Regions from separate parts of the Mus musculus genome. Here region 2 is linked to region 1. A link is a contact called in public Hi-C data. All regions are on one chromosome and are shown on one strand. Each heading gives the region's core, a stretch centred on a gene start, on an enhancer-like site or on the middle of the called end of the contact. The rest is flanking DNA. Distances are from core to core; before and after follow the strand shown.

What was found. A called contact is a pair of places that touch in the nucleus more often than the background predicts.
Region 2: a contact with region 1 is called in a Hi-C map of cerebral cortex, with 2.6 times the contacts expected there. The contact joins two enhancer-like sites. A contact is called at or near these places in 4 of 484 Hi-C or Micro-C datasets (the G1E-ER4 cell line, MC3T3-E1-derived osteoblasts, cerebral cortex and 1 more) and 2 of 115 datasets of contacts at active chromatin or transcription factors (astrocytes and embryonic stem cells).

Annotation. Positions count from the first base shown.
Region 1 is chr2:92,687,424-92,690,973 of GRCm38.p6, forward strand. No RefSeq gene overlaps it. Among named protein-coding and RNA genes, the nearest start is that of Gm13816, 53 kb to the right of the region's middle. Within about 2 kb of position 1,953, at least 34 of the 459 cell types and tissues checked have an H3K27ac peak or open chromatin away from gene starts, as enhancers often do. A contact at or near this core is called in cerebral cortex, where this site is marked.
Region 2 is chr2:92,834,492-92,838,041 of GRCm38.p6, forward strand. All of the region lies in intron 2 of Gm39880 (a long non-coding RNA gene), which reads left to right. All of the region lies in intron 4 of Gm13791 (a long non-coding RNA gene), which reads right to left. Among named protein-coding and RNA genes, the nearest start is that of Gm32413, 29 kb to the left of the region's middle. Within about 2 kb of position 1,985, at least 14 of the 459 cell types and tissues checked have an H3K27ac peak or open chromatin away from gene starts, as enhancers often do. A contact at or near this core is called in cerebral cortex, where this site is marked.

The DNA of each region.
Region 1 (3,550 bases), core at 703-3,202:
TGGGAGGCACGTGGGTCTCTAGCCAACAGAGTGTCCACTGTTTCAGAATATGGAAGCTGTAGCTCAGGAAAGACAATGGAGTTGTCAAAACACACACAGCATACCAGTTGCAAAGCTGGGACTGAAATAGGTCTTTGAAAACACTGCAGGTGGTGTCTTGTCTTAGACCAACAAATAAAGCACAAAGGACAGAGGTCTAGAGCCGGTGTGTGTGTGTGTGTGTGTGTGTGTGTATGTGTATACTCTCTGAGGGCTCTGGACTTACACTAGAGGCCTCTATTATTTAGGACCACAGTTATAGGAAGCCAGACTCTGATCCCACTAGTCAGCAGTAATCAGAAATCACACCATGTCTCTTCAAAAACAATTCCCATCTAAAAGGCCCTCCCTGCTCCCTGCCCCCTGTGGCTGATGCCTATGTGATTCATGTAGAGATGTCCCAGCTGGAGCTGTCTGCTAAAGCACAAAGTCCTGGTACAAAGAGGGGGGGAGAGGACTCCCATGCTGGGTGTACTGGGCCAGAACTATGAGGCAGGTCTATGTTGAAGGCTGAACTGAGTGTTCTCATTTAAATATCACACAACCGGTTTGAGGCTGGCATTATCTAATCCCCAAATTACAAGGGAGCCAGCAGAGGCCCAGAGAATTAAATGCACTTGCTCCAAAACACAACTGGTAGGCACTTAAGCTGGACTCACACATAAGGCTGTCTTATTCAGAACCTAGAAATTTCCATCACATCAAGGTGTCCCTGCAGAGGGGGAAAAAATGGAGAGCTGGGGAATTGTCCCCATTGGGAGAGGGCAACAGGAGGGATGGAAAAACCCAGCTACTCCCTGGTACCTTCATGCTTTGAAGTTTACTCCAAACCCCACACCTAGCTGAGCCCCACTTGGAGGATGCAGTGGTGCTCAGTTGGGTGAGTCTCTGGGGCTAAATGTCTAAATGGGGAAACTGAGGCTCAGATAGGCTTGAGACCCTCCTTAAGCCGATGTGATCAGACTGTAGCCTGGAGTTATGTCCTGTCCCTGCCACCCCAGAAGTTAACTGTGGTTTGGATAGAATGTCAGTGAGTCCTCTCCTTCTAGAACCCTGGAACTGGAATGGGGTTCCCCATCACAAGCTATTAACTCACAACTTAGTCTGACTGAGGTGTTCAGTGCTGGGGACTTTGAACAGTAATGAGGATAAGGTAGGGTCACCAAGGTAGAACCCCTGTGTGATTGAGTGCTGGTGGCTTTATTAAGAGGAGAGGGAGGGGCCAGAAGATGCACCAGAGAGCACTCTGTCCCCTTGTAGTCCCCTGTGCCATCCCAGGACTCTATCATCAATAAGGCCACTAAACATGGTGCCTTGGGCCAGAACCCTGAGCCATAATAGCCTTTTCCTAATGTTCCCAGTCTGTGGCATTGTTATTTGAAGCAGAAAATGCTGTAATTTAGCGATTTTAGCATGTAGATGGAGTCTTGGTTCTGAGCCCAGCTGGTCCCACAGATAGCCAGTTCTCCATTAGTGAGTGACAAGGGTCAGTGGAAATTTCCAGCAGTGTTGCTGTGCTATGAGGGTACACGCACATATATGGGCACACATCTGTCTTTTACCAGTAACTTTCCTTTCTTCTCTCCTCTCCATCCTCACTGCCCCCATCCTAGCCCTTCATTCAACCTCCCAGGGTTGGGTAGGGGGGAAGCAGGCAGGGGCATTCCAGGTATGTTTCTCTAAGCAGGTGGAGAAACAAAAAACTGCCTTGCCCCCTAGCCCTGCACCCTACCCTCCCTCTCAAATAAGCCTCTTTCCCATGGATTGCCATGGGAGAAGAGAAGGGAAGAATTATTTCTGTTTTGCTCCTAGAAACTTTAAAATGCTATCACCATGGAAACTGCTCTGCGCAGCCATTGAGCCTGCTTTTGGGAGGGAGAGACAGGCTAGGGGAGGGGAAGGGGAGGAGGAGATGCTCACAGATCTCCCAGCTGCCTGAGCTCCACTCCATCTCTCAGTTTAGGATTGACAGCAGTACCAGGGTTCCCCACATTGAGGTGACCTGGCAGATCTGGGGTCACTGGGATCTGCTTTCTGCTTCATGACGAGCCCCTCCCCCAGCCTCACTGACTCTCTATGTATGAGGCCCAGTATGAGTGGGAGAGGAACACAAAACACCACTGGCCTTTCCTTCAGAGGAACTATCTAGTTGGAGGAGGGGGAGGGGAGAGGAGGAGGGGAGAAGGGGGAGGAGGAGGAGGAAGAGGAAGAGGAGGAGGAATGGACACCCCTTCAGAACCCACTAGGAACATGTACCTTTATTTACATTGCCTCTCTATATCTTTCTGCCCATCTTGTCAAAAAGACAGCTGTACTCCCATTTTATAGAGGAGGAAATCAAGGCTGGGAAAGCCAGTGAATATCCTTCTCAAGGACATGAAGAATGAGAGAGGCTCTTACCTGGACTTAGAGATAGGAGAGATGGTATCTGGGAAGAAATGGTTAAACAAAAGAGGAAATCTCCTTGGAACTTAACTCCAGTGTGCTTTCTTTCCCAGAGAGAATGGAAAGGGAAATAGTATATTTTTCAGCATGGCCTAGGTTATGCTGCAGTAACAAAAAGCCAGGGACATGCTCAAGGATGCTCTACCAGTTGATGGAGGAACTGTACCTGCACAATTCAGTCTTCTGTGTGCCAAGCGCCACAAGGGACATTTTGTAACTCAGGATTCTCACAGCCTTGTTTCTATCCTCAGTTTACAGAGGAGGAAACTGAGGTACCACAAGGCTACAGACCTCACAAGGTCCCACAGTTAAGAGGTAAGAAAACGTTCTGGAACAGCATGGCCCTACTGTGTGAGAACTGGCCTCAGGATGCCATGAGATTGAGTGGAGAGGGCAGATGGCATGGAATGTAATTTATAGGGGGATTTGGGACAGGAGTGTAGGCGCTGATGGCAGCAAGACCAGTGAATGCCAGATGTAAGGATCAGAAAGGAACACAAGACAGTCAGGACAAAAAATGACTTCATAAAACAGCCAGAATGCAGGTGGTTTGTCTAGAGCTGGCATTAAAGGTTTCTGGCACAGCCCTGGAGCCAATGGAGCTCCCACAGTACTGAGATGGTTTATTCTATTAATAGTGTACAGGGAAACTGTTGCATAAACAGACGGAAGATACTGACAGGCAACCATGGTGAGCACAACACAAGATGGCCACCATCAGGCTGTGGATCCTGACACAAAGCCAGAGTAAGAGGTGAAGGGCAAGACTGGGGTCTGAATACACAAGGGTCTGATGCTGAAACTGGTATCTCTTTTCCACCAGTGTAGACTGGGGCTGGCCCCTTCATCTTACCTATTCAAAGTGAAAGAGAAAGGAAGTAGTGTATTAAACAACATGGGCTAGATTATACGACAGTAACAAATATCCCGTGGTCAGTATTCTGAGGTCTGATTTTCATTCATGCTACATTGTATCAGCCAGTCACCTTTGCTGAGCACAAACTACTTGAAACGCAGCGGCTCAAAAACAATAACAGTTTAATACAATGTATTACAAGGGTGTCTG
Region 2 (3,550 bases), core at 735-3,234, 150 kb after region 1:
TTGTAAACACAGGGATCCTGCAGTGCAGTGGGAGGTGGACACCGGACCAGAGCATCATCCACAGGTGCAAAGAAGACTTCCTGTGTCAACAAAGGTAGAGGAAAGGCCTAGCATCTGAGCTTGTCCTCTGACGCCCCACACATATAGAGCATAGCACACGCTCGCACACACTCACACTCACACACACACACACACACACACACACACACACTCGGTGAGGCCTAAGGCAAGACAGAGGAGGATGAGATTCCAGGCTGCAGGGTTGTCCTAGGGGCCCTGTTTCCAGAATGGCCAGGCTACCATGAGAGGCTGCATTTCCTTCAGCTGAATTAATGAGGGTGGAATGTCCGCAGGGACAGACAGAAGGACCCCTTTGCCGGGCCTTGCAGAAGCACAAGCACTTCCACTGTGAGGACCGTCACCCACCCAGAGGGACACATTGTCTCATGTTGGGGCTGGGGAGATTTAACCCAGAGAAGACAGAGCAGGAAATGAAAACTATCTCCAGCTCCTCCAGAGATCTCCGGTGGCTGAGCAATTACACAGACTCCTCATCTAAGAGCTCTGAGGGGTGAGGCTGAGGTGTGTGTGTGTGGGGGGGGGGGGGCACAGCCTTTTAAAAACACAAGGGGCTGTCTCTAAGGGAGCAGGGCCTCTGTCCCAAGAGGCATTCAGCTGAGGCTGGTGAAAGGTGACTCAGCATGTGCATTGATTATACCAGGTGCTCCACCTCCCCTCCCCCACCTTATGATGCTCAGAGACAGTGCCACTATCTTTTTAGATTTTTCTATAGTAATACATTATTTGCTTCCTGAAACCACAGATGCACTGATTTTTTCCAAATTGGAAACTTCTGAGAGTAGGGTCTGGAAATCTGAATTTGGAAATTATTCTGGTGTGTGTGATAGATAGGTTTTCCAGACCCTGGACAGCATTCTCTGCCTCACTATCACATAGAACCCATTAGCGACATGTTTCAAAGTCCCACTGTCAATCCCTTGGCCTTCAGACCTTCATTTCTCAATCCATTAGTCTGTCAGCCCATCAGCCCCTAGCTCCTTGGCCCCTCAGCCACAGCCACAGCCACAGCCACAGCCACAGCCACAGCCACAGCCACAGCCCCTCACCCCCTCAGCCACAGCCCTGCCACACCAGCCCCCCAATCCTTCAGCCCCTCAGCCCCTCAACCTGCAGTCCTGGGCTCTTAGTCCCTAGCCTCTCAGCTTTGAAACCCAACCTCTCAGCTTTAGGCTCTTAGCCCTCAGCCCTAGGTCTGTCCCATACTGTCGGAGGCCAAAAAGTCTTGACCTACACAGCAAAACCCACATCCCATCCCCTGTCACCTGCCTTTCTCCTTCCTGATTTAAGGAAGTGAGAGAGAAGTCTTGATCCAGGCTGGCCTGCAACACAGCTATAGAGCAGTGTCCCTGTGACCTGGCATGTTTGCTATAAATGGTATGACAGACAGTTTGTGTCCATTTGGACAAGCCACGGTATTCGTGTATGCTATCAAATGCTATTCTAGATACTTCTAATGGGGATGTTTTTGGATTTTTTGTTTTTCTAAGTAGTCTCACTATGCAGCCCCAGCTGGCTTCATGCTCTCTGTTGTCCTCTTGCTTCAGCCTCTAATGATGGAATTGCAGGTATGAACCACTGTGGGATTTTTTTGTAAGGATGTTTGGGGGTGAAATTAACACTCAAATCAGCAGGCTTTGAAGAAAGCAGGTTGCCCTCCTGACATAGGTAGGCTTCATTTAGTCCATAAATGGCTGCCACAGAACAAAGGACAGGCCTTGCTGAGCAGGTGGGAGATCTGCAGCTGGCAGCCTCTTGACTTGAACTGCATCACAGCTGTGCCCTAGGTCTGTAGGCTGCCAGCCCACCCTGCAGATGTGAAGCCTGGCAGCTCCAGGACGGTGTGAGTCACCTCCTGAAAATAAACCCTTTTCTATATGTACAGAATGCACTGGCTCCATCTCTCTGGAGAAGCCCCACCAGTGCACAGGGAGACAGACTGAGCCATGAATAGAGGAAGCGCGCAAGGCAAGCAACTGCGTGCAGGAACCTGCCAGGCAAAAAGGAAATTCAGAGGCCACAGGACATCATTAGGACAGGGCCCCTTCCCTCTGCCCTAAAGCTGGCTTCAGAAACACCAGGCACCCCGAGGAGGCATCACCGAGTACCACAGAACATTCTTGGGAGATGCGGTATGATGCCAAGCCTGAAAGCTAGCAATCAGCAAGTTTTGGGTGGGCTGCAACAGCTGGCTGCAAGAGCATGCTCCAACCTGTGGGACCCAGGGCACAGGGCTCTAGAGACCTGGGCAAAGCTAAAGAGAACAGAGACCCCGAAGCCACAGCCCCCAAATCATTGTAAATCAGACAGAGAACATTTAAGATAAAATGTTTTTAAGCCATCCTGGCTCGAACAAACCCATGTCTTCTATCCAAGCTGAACAGTGGGTTCCAGGCCAGAGTATTCACAAAGAAAGCTGGGGAGGGGGAAGGGAAGGGGGAGGGAGGAAGGAGAGGGGAAAGGGAAGAAGAGGGGAGTCAGAAAAGAGGATTTAGAGGGAGACCAAGGGAAGGAGGAGAGAAAGAAGGAGGACTCCTAGTAGGCATGACCTTACCAAATTTTGAGCACCTCCTGGTTGCCAGGCAGTGAACCAAGGGCCTCCAAGTGTCACCTGCACGTCTGTTGAGCACAGGCTACAGCTTAAGAAGGGAAGCATCGGGGCTGGAGAGATGGCTCAGTGGTTAAGAGCACTGACTGTTCTTCCAAAGGTCCTGAGTTCAAATCCCAGCAACCACATGGTGGCTCATCTGTAATGAGATCTGATGCCCTCTTCTGGTGCATCTGAAAACAGCTACAGTGTACTTACATATAATAAATAAACAAGTCTTAAAAAAGAAAAAATGAAGGGAAGTATCAGTGCCACCCCACCTTCCAGACAAGATTCGAGGGTACTAGTGAACTCCCTTACAGATGTAGAAAGCGGGAAATGCAGCCCATACTCAGAGCCTCCTTTTGCCTGTTTTAACTACCAGTCCAAGCCAGCACACCTTGGAGGAGGACTCGTGATGTACAACTCTCTTCTGTCCTGGATCCTCCATTCTCGAAAGAAACAGCGTATCCATGACTCAGGTCAAAAACAAAAAACAAAAAAAATAGGTGATCAATGTCCATTTAGCTCTGGGAGTTCTTCTCCCACAGCCCTCGTGAGCTTCTGAGAAGCCTTGCCTAGGGCAGCACTGTGCCCAGTAAATCTGGACACCGTGATCCCTACAGCAGTATCTGCAGGCTCAGATGTCAAGCGCAGGTCAGTGAGGAAGCCTGGATCACAGGACCAGTCAGGGGGCAGAGAGAGACCAAGAGTCCACACATGTCTGAGCCCAAAGCCTACACCTCCCTGACCCTACCCTGAATGCAGCAAGCACCCTGCTTCCTGCAGGAGGCCTGAAAGAGCCCCTGTTCTTCAGCCACATGGAGGAGCCTACATACCAGCAGTGACCTTTAGGAGCTGGAATGTCTGGTAATTCACCTACAA